Regions from separate parts of the Anser cygnoides genome. Here region 1 is linked to region 2. The links are chromatin contacts, called in public Hi-C maps. All regions are on one chromosome and are shown on one strand. Each heading gives the region's core, a stretch centred on a gene start, on an enhancer-like site or on the middle of the called end of the contact. The rest is flanking DNA. Distances are from core to core; before and after follow the strand shown.

Evidence for each region. A called contact is a pair of places that touch in the nucleus more often than the background predicts.
Region 1: a Hi-C map of liver shows a contact between it and region 2, with 2.9 times the contacts expected there. The contact joins two enhancer-like sites. A contact is called at or near these places in 3 of 7 Hi-C or Micro-C datasets (all in liver).

Annotation. Positions count from the first base shown.
Region 1 is chr15:6,952,511-6,959,655 of Taihu_goose_T2T_genome, forward strand. It overlaps LOC125182975, which reads left to right. Exons shown (of 5, transcript XR_010825031.1): 4 at 569-772. Among named protein-coding and RNA genes, the nearest start is that of FAM20C, 160 kb to the left of the region's middle. Within about 2 kb of position 5,076, at least 1 of the 3 cell types and tissues checked has open chromatin away from gene starts, as enhancers often do. A contact at or near this core is called in liver, where this site is marked.
Region 2 is chr15:6,778,869-6,785,246 of Taihu_goose_T2T_genome, forward strand. The region is part of intron 4 of FAM20C (FAM20C golgi associated secretory pathway kinase); the gene reads right to left. Among named protein-coding and RNA genes, the nearest start is that of FAM20C, 17 kb to the right of the region's middle. Within about 2 kb of position 3,258, at least 1 of the 3 cell types and tissues checked has open chromatin away from gene starts, as enhancers often do. A contact at or near this core is called in liver, where this site is marked.

The DNA.
Region 1 (7,145 bases), core at 3,826-6,325, 180 kb after region 2:
TGCCTCTGAGCTCATGACAGGAGGATAAAATGTCAGCCCTGGATACTTCTGTGATAGTCCCTATTGTACTTTTTTTCCCTTTGGAAGAATGAAAGCATTTAACAGCACAGAGGTATTAATCAGTGACTGCAACGCGATATCCCAAAGCCAAGGCTCAGCGCTGACATCAGTGAGTGCTGGTAGGCACTGATTTCTCAACACCCAACGCGAAGATGAGGGCAAATGATCAAGGCAGAAGGAGCTGACAAGAACAACTGTATTTTTGTGGAGTCAGTGCATTCTGTGCTTTTACAATTTATTTTCTTTCATTTCTTGTCAGCGAGGGAATGTTTCGTTTCTTTCATTCCTTTGAATCCCAGTTGTGATTCAGCTATCATATCAGTTTGGATCTGGAACAGTAAAATGGCCATGCATTAATATTTGGACTTGACCTGATGATTAATGGTTTCATGGAAGATGGTTTACAGCTTTCATTCATTGCCTGGGCTGGCCTAATTACTGCCATTGTAAGAGCAGCAGTGTGGCTGGGGTCCTACTTTACATTTTTCACTTCGTTCCTTTTCTGCAGGTCCTTAGCAATAAAGAGATATTGCGGTGCAGCACTTCTCAGGATTAATCTGTCATCGGTGTCAAACCAGAGCATCGAGGATATAAATCTTCGGTCAACTTCTGGCCTCACTGCAGCCAGGTTATGCAATATGTGAAGTACATTCAGCAGCACACTGCTGGAAGTGGTTCTTCTGGATTCTCCATTTGTGTAATGCAGGGTGATGTGAGTATCAAGGCATATCAATGATCTTCTCAGTTTTGCCACAGATAATCATATGCACACATAACAAAGTCTTTCTCCAGAACACATCCAGGAATTGCCTGCAAACAAACTTGATGTTTGTCTCCTACAGGTAGGTTTTTGTTAACAGTGGCCACATGCACATAGCCTCTATGTTCTGCATGCTTGTTTCAGCTATCAAAATCAAATGTGTCTAGAGTTCCCCCAAACAAAACAACCTCTCCAAATTGCCTCATACTGCGATGTTAAGTCACCAAGTTGAATTTCCTAGCTAGCCAACTGTGCTGTTTAATTAGGGTGCCTTTCCAAATCACCTTCAATTGCACCGTTGTAACATACGGGTTGAGATTTAGCCATATGGTCCAAACACAGAAACAAAGCACACCACTAATTGTCTGAACACACAGAACCGCAGCACACTCAGCCAGGCAGAGAATAGGAAGAGATGTTCTGTTTTGTAGTAGCACCATGTTTATTTTACTATGTGACGTATACATTTAAAATGAACAGAGGTCCACGACTCCAGGATCAGTGCTGGTCTCTGCAGTTCATGGTCAAGCTAAGCAGGTCAACGCTAATGTGAGTAGCTCTACAGGAGCAACAAGAAGTGTCATAAGATGTGCATGGAGATGCGTGATAACCTGAGCACTTGGTGCTACCGAACAAAGAGCATCAGAAATGAATCCTCTTCATCCATGAGAGGAAGGAGATGGAAAGCCACCTGCGGATTCCTGGCCGAGTCGGAGCACTTGCAGTAAGTTACCTGGGATGGTGCATGGCTAAGGTAATCTCTCTCCCTTTATCAGGAACAGACAGCACAAGCCCTGTTAATCTCCTTTACCTCCTCAGGTAAAAGTCTGGACATTTTCCAAAGGATGCAGTTCCCTTCCGCTCAGAGTTTTGACAGTGAGTGGTGCAGTGTTGCAAGTAATTTTTGCTATTTCCTATATTCATGACAGACCAAATCCTGCAGCCTTCTGCACAGCACAGTCTGCACTTGCTTGTAGACGCACCTTGAAAGTGGTGGTTGTATTCAACAGGGAAAAAATAACCCTCAAGCAGAACATTTACTTTCCTTCTTTATGCATAATGCAAGCATTTATTTTCTTCCAATCTGTAAGACCAATAAACTGGACTCCGTGATTTCACTTTGATATGATAAGGTAGCAAACAGGTAGTGATGCTAATAGAGAAGAAGCTGTTACTTCAGCTGAATTAATGAAAGTTTTTAAAAAGAACATGGAGCTGTATGCACCCCTAAGGTACATAGATCAAAAAAATATATTAATCCAAGTAGGTTCCGGTCTAGTTTCAGGTAAGATTTATGTGCTACACAGAATGAAGTTTGAGATTAAGAACATGTGTATTACTTATTTATATTGGGCTGTGGTTATCAGAACAGCCAGAGGGTGTTTTATGAGACTGGGTGTCAGTGAATGTCTGTGAGAATTTTTTTCCTTATTTATTCACTTGAAATAGTGTCCAGAGATGCTAGTCAAAGTCAAGGGTCACCTATTAATAAGTATTTGTAGATCTCCCTGGCAATGGTGTTAAGAACAAATACCTTAACATCACTTATTTTTTACTATGATAACATAAACTGTTCTTCCACAGCCAGGAAGAGTTAAATTAATCTGAGTTTTAACATCAAAGAATTAGTCTTATCTCAGAGCTGCTCATTCACTTTCAACTCATATTGGAGAGTGATATAACACACTTGCTATACCTTTCAAAACCAGACACTGTGTAAAAATATGGGATTGCACTTGAGACATTGTTTTTGCAAATCCCTGTGTATCTGTGAAAGATTCTCCCTGCTGGAACACTGATGTCCTCTCCTGGGCTAAGCTGAAGACAGTAAAAAGGTCCCAATCTCAAGGTCTCCAGTTTATCACCTTTTTTTTTTTTTCCCCTTTGCTATTAAACAGACAGAAGTAGACTAGGGATGAAAACAGAAACCCAAGCTGTGAAGTTTGGCCTTTCAAGGTAGATTAAAATTTATCTGCAAGGCTGCCAGCTATCCTACATTCAAAGGGTTATGGAAACCACTCAGACTTTGGGGCTAGAGACCTTAAATCCCCTTCCACCAGGAAAACAGTTGGCATCATGTGCTGACCCTATGGGCATTTACAGGGAGCTGCAGCACAGTAACACAGCAATGCTCCAGCCATGCTGGAGTGGAGAAAACAGGATTTCTCTAGCCTTTTCTTAGGTATTTTTTTAAATAACCCATCTTTCCCTCTCTTGCAATCACATTGACGAGCTTCATTTGTCCAAACAGGAGCTCCAGGTATGCCATGGGGCTCAAAAGGAGGAAAAAATAATATAATGGCAAAAGCAATAGGACTTCATCCAAGAACTTCCTTGAAATTCTAAGAACTTTCATTTCCGTATGGTGACTTAAGTTATGTAGCATCCCAGCTGAAGGACATAAAAAAAAATTGTTTTCCAGGAAAATCTGCATGCCAGCAGTACAAAACTTAAAGATAAGATACACAGGGTATATTTTAGCATGTTAATTCTTACTTGTCATCGAGTCAGTTTCTTTCAAAAGTAAATAACAAGACATGCACATAAAACATTTATGTTTCCTGCCATGACATGTGCTGATGAAACTTTTCCTGCCTCAGTTCCTCAGCCACAGGAGTTGCAGTTGTCAACAGACGTAGGTCTTAGCTCCACATTTCAGTCACTTCAAGACCCTTCCTCAGCCTCTTCAGTCAATGTGAGCCAGGAAAGCATCCCGAACAGGACTACTGTTTAGCACCTGAATGTTTCACAAGGTCCATAACTGCGAGCAGGATTTCAGTTAATAACAGGTTCCCTCCCACTGACTTGGTTCCACAGCCATGCATGGGTAACCCTGTAATGCTGACGCTGTGGATTTTCTGGCTGATTTTTGATTTCACAGTAATGGGTTTGTTCAAAGAGAATATATTTAATCTATAGATCCAAACTGGGATTATTAGGAAAGGTCACCTCCTCCCTGCCCCTCCCCAACTCTGCTCATCCTCATAGTCTCTCATTTCTGTTTGACATCATCAGCAAAGCCTGAATTTTAATATTTGTTATATTTAGGGCAGATGTTCTACCCAGCCAGAATCAAGGATTAGGAATTCATTTTGTAAGGCATTATATAAAAATATAGGAAAAGTTGGACCCTGGCTCCAACTCTGTAAATTCATCTGAGCATAATTGTAAAAGCAGGACCAGAATCTAAAGAGAAGCCAATATAATTGGTGCTAGTAGATATTTTTACATTTTTTTTTTTTCCCCCCTTCCCCTGCAGGAGAGCTTCACAGAAATATTGAGTACACAGAAATATTGAGACAGTGGATGGCTCCTTTGCGAATTCTGATATTTTGTACCAAACAAGATTATTGAGGAGCAATAAGAATGACCCCAGCTGTTGTCTGCTGGCAGAAACCTTTTAAATGCCATAAGGACACAGAGTCACTCAATAATTACAAGGAAGGAAGACCACATAGCTTAAAGTGACCAGCTAGTAATCAATTCCTGCTGTGAAAATTTTTGTCGTAGCCATACAATATGTGAAGAAAAATGAGAAGCATGCATAAAAAAATCGGCATTGCTTCATAAATGGAAAAAATGAAAGTTCATTCAAAAATGAATAATGTAGCCAGCATGGTAAGAAATCCCATTGTTTTAAAATAATACCTACTTTAATTGTATCAACCTTTTAAAACAATTAAGAGTGTGAGAATAATCATTTTTCCTTTCATTGTAGTGCTTTTCAGGTGTATTTTGGAAACATTTTTTATCTGGTTTGCTTCCACAGTTTCAACTTTAAAGGTCATCTTGTTTTATCAAGATATCATTCTGTGACAGCTTTTTTAGTATTCTCAGTGGTACTTACAGCATGCAGCAGCTGATCTTTCTTCAGAAACTGTAAAGGAAGTAAGTGGTATGTACACATAACCTAAAAAGAATGGATATTCCTTTTGCATTTCAATTTAGCACTAATTAGCTGATATTCTTCACATGTGTATTTAGAACACAAGGAACAGCTTTGGCCTTTTGAGTAGATTATGCCACTGAGTTTCAGGAAGTAAAACAACTCTCTAAACATCAGAAAGAGAGCACAATAAATTCTACAGCAGATGAAAATGTGATTTTAAAATGCAGTGACATAAAGAATGACAATAGACCGAAACATCTCTGGAATGCTAAAAGAGCTCAGACTGACCACTGGTAGTGTCACACATGAAAAGACGATGAGATTCATCCTGTAGAAACCAAATACACAAATACTGAAATGTTCAAGATGTGGAAACAAATCACCTTTTGAGGAGAGGAGGACAGCACCACTTTTTCTCAGTGGCTGCCCCTTGCCATCAGCTGCCCTGAGGCATGAACTTTGCAGCATTTCAAAAGGACATTGGCATGAAGTTGTCTGCTTAAATATTAACAGACCTCAGGTTTCTCAGCAGTTTTTCTGGTTGTGAAACTTTGTTTTTTCCATTCTTAAATTTACCTGCAACAGCATTGTCCCTGCTTATAGTCAGTTCTTTCCTCCCAACACCAACAGAATTGGCTACAAGAAGGAGCAAGGCTGAGAAGAGAATGGAGACGCTGGTGTCTCTGGGCATGCTGCACCTTTCTTAGCTTCAAAGAGGCAAAGTGGGGAGTAAACACTTTAGAGCACTGGGAAAGTTACCAAAGGAATTGTATGGAGACTGTACCATTATTATTCTCCCCCTCCTTATATTATATCCTCTGTTTTCTCCCCAGAAAAGCTCTCAGTAAGAATCATACTATGAACATAATTTATAAATGAAATGCAGGCCTGGATCAATACCTCTCTCCATGCTGCACGGTAGCATAATAACTGAAAAATGTTCTTGTAATTGTTATGAGGAGAGGGGATTGTTTCGTTTACATAAGTGAAATGTGTTGTTAAGTTGTCTGATGATAAGAGTTGACTCTGAGGTTTCTGTACTCGTGGCAAAATGTCAATATTCCTAAAGCATCTCACAGTCAGCAGTTTCAGAGAACAGGTTATTTGCAAAATAGCGTCCCCATTATAATCTAGTGACACACAAATCTGCTGCTCCCGAAGTTCAGCACTGGCCTTTCCAAATCCAAAGTTAAATGGATTCTGCCCCAAGAGCTGAATCGTCACTGAAACTGCTGCGCTTCAGAGAGATTTGCTGTTACTGAGGAAATTGGGCTCCTACGTATTTCTATTCAATAATTTCCCAGGGACCCATCTTCAGTGCATGGTAATACAGTATATTGCAGTGTTGTAGCTTCTGGATAGTCTAATAGACATGTAATCTTATTTTAGTGGAAACCTGGATGCTCACAGACTTGGGCAGAGCAGTAATTTGCTGTACAAACGGTCCCCCTGAATTCAATAGGAAGCTGTGCAGGTATGGTTTAGTAAGTAAAAGTGTATTCAGACCTCATTAGGTTATACCAATGCATTTACCAAAGTTGCTTTTTGATTTCTACTGTAGGAAAACTCGGGCCCTTTTCTGGTGGGCAACATGTTTTTTTACTTTGTGCAATAGAAAAAAGTGAAAATTACATTTGCACACAGTGACTTGCCAAAACATTTGAGGCCTTCGCCTATCTTCTTGAAGTTGTACCTGTTTGAAGGACATTATTCACCATTATTTAATCCTCCAAGTATTCACACTTGTAGTGAGCGCCTTGGTACATATAACACTCTTCCTGCTCCCCCTTCATGAGCTGTTGGCCAGTCTTTGCCTCAGATCATTTCCAGTAGGTAAGAAGTACAAGTAAAGCATATATATCCCACAGTGTAACCATCTTCATTGCTTAGACTGTGCTCCCCCATTCCCACTTCCCTGAGCACGCTGGAAACCAATGACAGACACCATTTCTCCTGCTCATTCTCTCACTGGCTTACTTTTGATCTTCCATAATTGCTTTTTTCAGGGGCACTGACAAGTATTTACCTCGGCAGGTGAAGATTACCCTTCGCTGTTTCCCTCACACTCAGCACAGGAGCTGCTAACCTGAGCTGCTTTTCTCTAGCATCGTTATTGTACTGTGCAACAAAGGTGTCCTGTTCAAATGTTATCATGCGAACCATTCTTGCCATACTTGGGCTATCCACTTATATCAAAGAGGCCTTTCAACACATATCTACAAACCATCTTCAACAGAACCTTTCCCTGACCCATGACAAGCAAGAGCATGTCTTGCCTCTTGCATACTGTGACTTGCAGTTGCCTGGGGTGCAATGCTTCAGGATCTCCTTGGCCTAGCTGAAGTTCAGTCCTCTGCTACTTTACTCTGATAAGCAAGGCCACAGACCTTGTACAGCAGCCTGGCTATTTGTAGATGCGCTGCATGGACTCATATC
Region 2 (6,378 bases), core at 2,008-4,507:
CAACAGCACCATGCCAATGGCACAATCTGAATGCACTCTGTGCACTCCCTCTTAACCATCTCAGCTTTGCCAGTGTCCCTATCTCAACTTGCAAGACATTGTCACTTCAGTTGTGGGTCCCTCCTGAATGCCACGACTGCTTTTGCCTTGTCACTGACCATGGGGCCTGAACCAATGCCCTCTGCCAAAGCTGGATGTGGGTCCTCAAACACTGAAACTGCTTCATCAGACCCAGTTCACTGCTGCTGATTTCGTGCTCCTTCCTGTAGATGCTTGCAGGGAGCCAACCCTAACTCAAGGAATATGCAGAAATGTTGAGGGCTGTAACAAGGTGAGCGTTAGAAGAGCAAAATTATTCCAAACAAATCTCAGCACGAGTGATCAAATCCCCATCTGCATCCTCCAAGGCGGTGGGGATGCCTGGACCACAAAGACCAGTGGCAGAGGGGAGTAATGTAGCTCCATAAATGCCTCCAAAAATAATTCCTCCCAAGGGTGGAGATGAGCACAGCACAACTGATCACTAGGAGAAACCTGTGCATGCTGCTCTGGAGAGAAAACACTGCACAGCCCAACGGCTTCAGCCTCTGGTTTATGCCACAAGTCTTGCACAAATCATTTTCCCTCCCTGAATTTCAGTCTCTTGAGCCTAGTTTAAGGATTATAAATTGTAAAGCAATGGAGACAAATTCTAATGAAATATTTCAGGGTAGCAATATCTGCATATCCCACTGAAAACATTTTGGACATATTTTTTTTGCTTAGATTTACTAAGGGCATCTTACCCCACTGCTACACCAATGAGTCCCTTGTGTGCTAAGCCCTGTTACTTAGCAGTAAATTACAGGTTATGAATTTCATGCCAGCTCTTCCCTCGATAACATTTGCTGCTTTTCTGCACCGCCAATGCAGGGTAAGTTGTGTTAAATAGGAAGGTGAGGAACTAAAAATGAGTCTCTGATTAAAAGACAAATCCGCAGGACTGCATCGCTTGGTATGTAGAAAATTAAAATGGAGAAATAGCTTGATTAAAATCAGACACTGAAAATGCTTCTTTCCTAATACACTCTGGTAACAAGAGAAAAAAAAAAAAGAATAGCTCCTGCAGTAGCTGGCTTTTAAAGAAGTAATAAACAGCATGTCTCTGTTCCTGAAGACTAATTAGCGAGATTCTGCAAGCATTGAGATAGAAGAAGGCTAATCAATGGCTTCATACATGCAGACACTTTGCTACTGAAAAATATGACTGCCCACCCATCTCTCCCTTAAAAAGGTGATATGGGGCTGGTACAGCCTGTACCTGTGGCCCTTTGTGTGTAAGACAAGAGCCAAAAAACCACATTGAGCACCGTGTTATCATCCACAGGAGAAACCCCAACTAATGAGGTGTAGAAAAATGCAAGGCTTGAATTATTCATGCAAAAACCCCGGACACAGAGATTGTGGGCTGGGACTTCTGTGAGCCGCTGGGTAAAGTCTTCTCCTGCCAGGAGCTGGAGATGCCACAGGGAGGTAAGGGGAGAGGGAATTTTTGAGAATTCACTGGTGATGGTGGAAGGCAGCTTCCCAGTGCTTTCCACCCCCTGATATGGGATGGACTGAACCCCACAGACGAGGTGGCATCATCCAGCATGACAACACTGTGACACGTATTGCCCCATCTCACCACTGGGCAGCTCAGCTCGGGACAACGCAGCAGAGCCTCAGCCAAAAAGAGGAAAAGAGGTTTGTTTTCCCTGTCCTGGCTGGTGAAACACCGCTGTCATGCATCCCTGCAGACCCTAATCAGAGTGGACAACCTTTGAGCTACCTGGACTTTCCAGACTTTGACTCTGGGGTCATTTCATAAACACACTTACAGAACTGGAGAACAGATTGCTCTTGGGCTGGATGGGATTGATCAATATTTCAGGCAGCAGTTGCTGAACTGTGGCAAGGGGAAATGCAGCACGCACTGGCAGACAGAAGACTGAGTTTCATTGCTGTCCAGGGCTATCAGTCAGCATCAATCCCCATCCAACTCCCCTTGAAGTCACTGCAAATTTTCCAATTTGCATAAATGAGACTTGGACCACAGGCACTGCTGAGTGCTAAAACACAATTTGCATTGAAATAGTGAAGTATGTTCTGATGAACGGGATTCATTATAAAAGAGAAGAGCAATTCATGCATAATACACAAGAAGTTGAAGAACCAAAATACTAGATGGCAACCTCTACTTTAGGACCACAATCAGATTTCATGCACTTTAAATATCAAGTGATGTAATTCATCCAGCTTACTCCAGGTTTATTCCTGATGTAAGCACAATCAGAATCTGCCTGTCAGTCTGAGACAGGTAAACATTTCAGCAGGGATTTGGCAGGCAAGGATTTGAATATATCTTTTAAAAGCCCAAAGTCTCATGGATGAGGTCCACGGAATATCTGATTATTGTTTGTTACTTCGAGCAGCAGAAAAGCATTTCTTCTTCACGATGCAATGAGACAGCACTCCTCTCAGTTTCAAATACACTTATGTAAACTGAATACCGGGATTACTAACATCAGCCTTTCCCACCAATTTATTGAGCCTTGGGTCTCCAATAACACACCTCGCACAAAACCAAAGATCTCCGAGAACATCTCTGTACAGTAGAACAGCTTACGGACAAAAACCAAGTGACAATCCCGACTGGCCGGGTTTGTACTTTGACCAGCATCTGCTCCGTTGGGTTTCACACGGCACATTCCAGCGTGCCCAAGTGTTAATCCTGGAAGGCTTCTAGAATAGCAACTACTGTATGCATATCTCACTTCTGTAGCTGCTCAGAGAAAACATTGCAATTTGATTTAATTGCCATGTTGACTTATAACAGTATGTTTATACTGGATGCCTGCCAGCTGAAATGCAACAGGTTTGCAAAATGTATTTCCTCAAAACAGCATGATATGCAATGTAATAAGGAAAGCAATCTTCCAGCCGCCCTGATGCTGAAGTTCATTTCAACTCCTCTGACTTGGAAGCAATGCTACCAAGTCAGAAGAATTACACCGGGCTAATTGATATGATAATCAGGCCTAGAGGCTGCCTTTCACAGGTACAACAGCCACACTGCAGCTTTGGGAAGGGAATATAACTGTAGGAAATGAAGGCGATTAACAGTTGTTTGTATTACAGGGGTTGTTTGCCCTATTTAATATCCCTATCAAAAGATGCATTATTTGTTGAGCACTCCAAAAAGGAAATCAAAGAGAAACTTCAAGAATGCTGATAATTCTTTGTCTCTATAAGTACGACATTTAAAAGACAATAAAAAGCTGTGCTTTGCCAATCGAAACAAATACGTTATCTCTCCCATGACCTTGGTTGCTAGATTTCAGCCCAGCTAACAACCACCATGTCTTTGAGCTACAGGAACATTACAGAAGCTAGAAGGCAAGTGTGCTGGTTGTATTCCTGTAAAGCACCAGCTTTGTACGACACTGTGACTACCATCTTATCTGGAGGTTGGCACTGGGATGGGTCACGACTTTGAGAGCTGCAGGAGCAAGGAGACTTGTCTGCGATGGAAAAGTGCCCCCTGCTAGCCAACGTTCCAGCAAAATCGGTCTCAGTGTGACGCATTTCTTCTGTAAAGTCCCAAAGGAAAAACTTCTGCAGTTAAACTGTTAAATTGCAATCAATATTTATCTTGCAAAATACAAGAGACCAATGGCACTGTTGCTCAGTGCACTCACAGCAGCAACTTTCGGGAGGAATAACAGGGGCAAAGGGTATAAAAACAGTGGTCAGCAAGGTTGGATCAGTTTATAGATGAGATTTCATGAGATGATTGCCTGTGATTTAAGGAATCTGGATTTTGCGACCCTAAAAGTCTCCTCTGGCCTGATATCACCCTGATGCTAATTAGTTCTACTTTATTAAAGACTGTAACTGCGAGCAGCAGATACTGAAAGAAGCAGCCACGTGGCTCTTACCAATCCTGCACTGGGACTTGTAAAAACAGAAGGAGAAAAGAAAAAAGATGTTAAAAATATCAGGAAAAATCTGAAGTTGGAACAGAACTGGCTTTAATCTCAGTTTCAGTCAAAATTGAGTTCACAAGATACAGTAGTATTTCTTCAAATAGAACAAATGAACCTCAAAGATTTTCTAATGAATACCCTTTCTACACATTTGTACAAAGCAGCCTATAAAACTGGCAATGAGAGATGTCATTGTTAAAAACATACCACTGGACACTTTTCTCACAACTCTTATAACAAGATATCATTTTCTATTCGATTCTATTTGGCTTCTCCATAAGGAACTGTAAAAACCTCTCTGAAAATCCTGGCATCAATAGGAGTCCTGACACTGACTCTGCTGGAGCTGAATCTCCCCCTTCAAGAATAAAGCCTTGGGAGGAAAAAAAAAAAAAAGTGTGTTGGTTTTGTTGCTGAGCCAGCTATTTAACTCCACCAGCTAGCAGAAACAAAGAGAAACCAAATAAAACTATTAAGCACATGTTCTTTTTGGACAAATACGCCAAGACCCTTTGAAATTTATGGCTCTACACCGTCTCTACCTGCTAAGTTATATAAAAAGCTGTGGCTGCAGATATCAGCGATCATGTAAATAAATTTTATTATGCTCTACAATACTAATATGGTTAGACACACTAATCATGGGAGAAGGGGAGGTTGCTATTTTTTTCCTGTCCCATATGGTAATAATTTTGTATGATTGAACTATTATGAGCTAAATAAAACTACACATTAACTGTAAGATACATTGCAAATACATTAAATCTTCCCTGGAGTTTTAGCAAATATTCGCTTTTTCTATGAGGCATTTGGAATTAGCAAAGGAATCTACACTGGGCCATATGATTTATAAATAGATTTGGCTTCCTCTGCAATCCTTTATGGGCAATTATTTCAGAAATGAAGATGCAGAGCCACAGATAAATAAAATAATTGCAGCTGATCAGGCTTTATTTACTGCTATCACATTTCCCCAACTGATACCCTTCCCGCCTCTCATTTGCTCCACTACCCTGGATCGATGACCAGATGAAGAGTTGTCAGTTAATGTCAAACACTGAGCACAAAAGGTGCCAAAAGCAGATTCTGTTTTCCACATTTCCAAACCCTGACTGTTTTTTTTTCCAGAGCTGGCTTGCTCTCTGGATAAATTCAATGTGGAATTAGGAGGCTGGGAAAGGGCAGAGCAAGACCGATGAGTTCTGCAGGGTTTCGAGCGACTTGCCAGGGATTTGTTTTGCTGCCACTCTCCTTCAGAAATCACTGCTTGAAGTCTGGAGAACTGCCCTTCCACGAGCAGACACCTGGCTGTGTCAGGCAAGGGTTCCCATGGACTCCCCATTCTGCAGCTATCCTGCTCAAAAAGGGTATTCAGTTTGGAAGGTGCTGAGTACAGCTGTGTATAGCAAAACCAGCTTTCCAGGTAACTTAAATGAATTGAAACCAAGTAAAGACTGGCCTCACACCTGCATATTACCCTCTGTGGACCTCACACCATTCAGTTTTCAGCACTTCAGATGCCGGACACGGTAGGAAACACAGGTTTATCAGTTTTCCTTAGGATCAAGCTTGAAATCCTACTGATGCCAACTCTACTCTCCAAAACACTTTGGCACAGCTCAGTTCAATAGAGATGTAACTCCTATGGCCTCCCCCAGCACTGAAGGGACAAACTCAGGCCCCAGTCTTCACAGAATCACAAAATCATGATGTTTCATGCTCCCCAAATTATCACTTTTTTTAATGACCCTTGCACCATCAGTGCTGATGGCCAGGCTACACTTAGGAGACATGTGGCCCTGATCTATGACTCTCCTATAGCCTCCTGCCCTCAGAAGGCACAGCCAGCTTTGTGAAGCCTGGATCAGAACGGTACCCTGCAGAAAAGGAGCACCAGAAGCAGCCTGGGAGGTGCCTAGGGACTCGGTAAGGTCTTACAAGAAGTCTCGTAGCTTTTCTTTTTTTCTTTTTCAGTTCAAGGCCACTTATTTCTGTATCAAGAAAGGATGCTACAAACACTTCCAAGAACTTCATCAACAACCGTTCATAAGCTGGTGAAAAGAGGCCAATGGGACCAGATGCCAAAGGAGCTAGGAAGATTTACGCTAGCTGAGCATCTGGCTCCCTGCTCACTGCTACCAGAATGAAGACAAATGCTTGCAAACATAGTTATTCAAAATCACTAATGTGCTCAGCGATGATCAGCACAAACACAGCAGTGTTGCTGCTGTAAGGTGTGGTGCCTGGGAACACAGCTGCTGAATGTTCGAATGCTGCTTTTTCCAGATGTGTATTTAATGCAAAGATCGGTGAGAAAATAGGGTGTTGCTGCCCTTTGAATCAAGCAAAGGGAATGATTAAGACATCATCA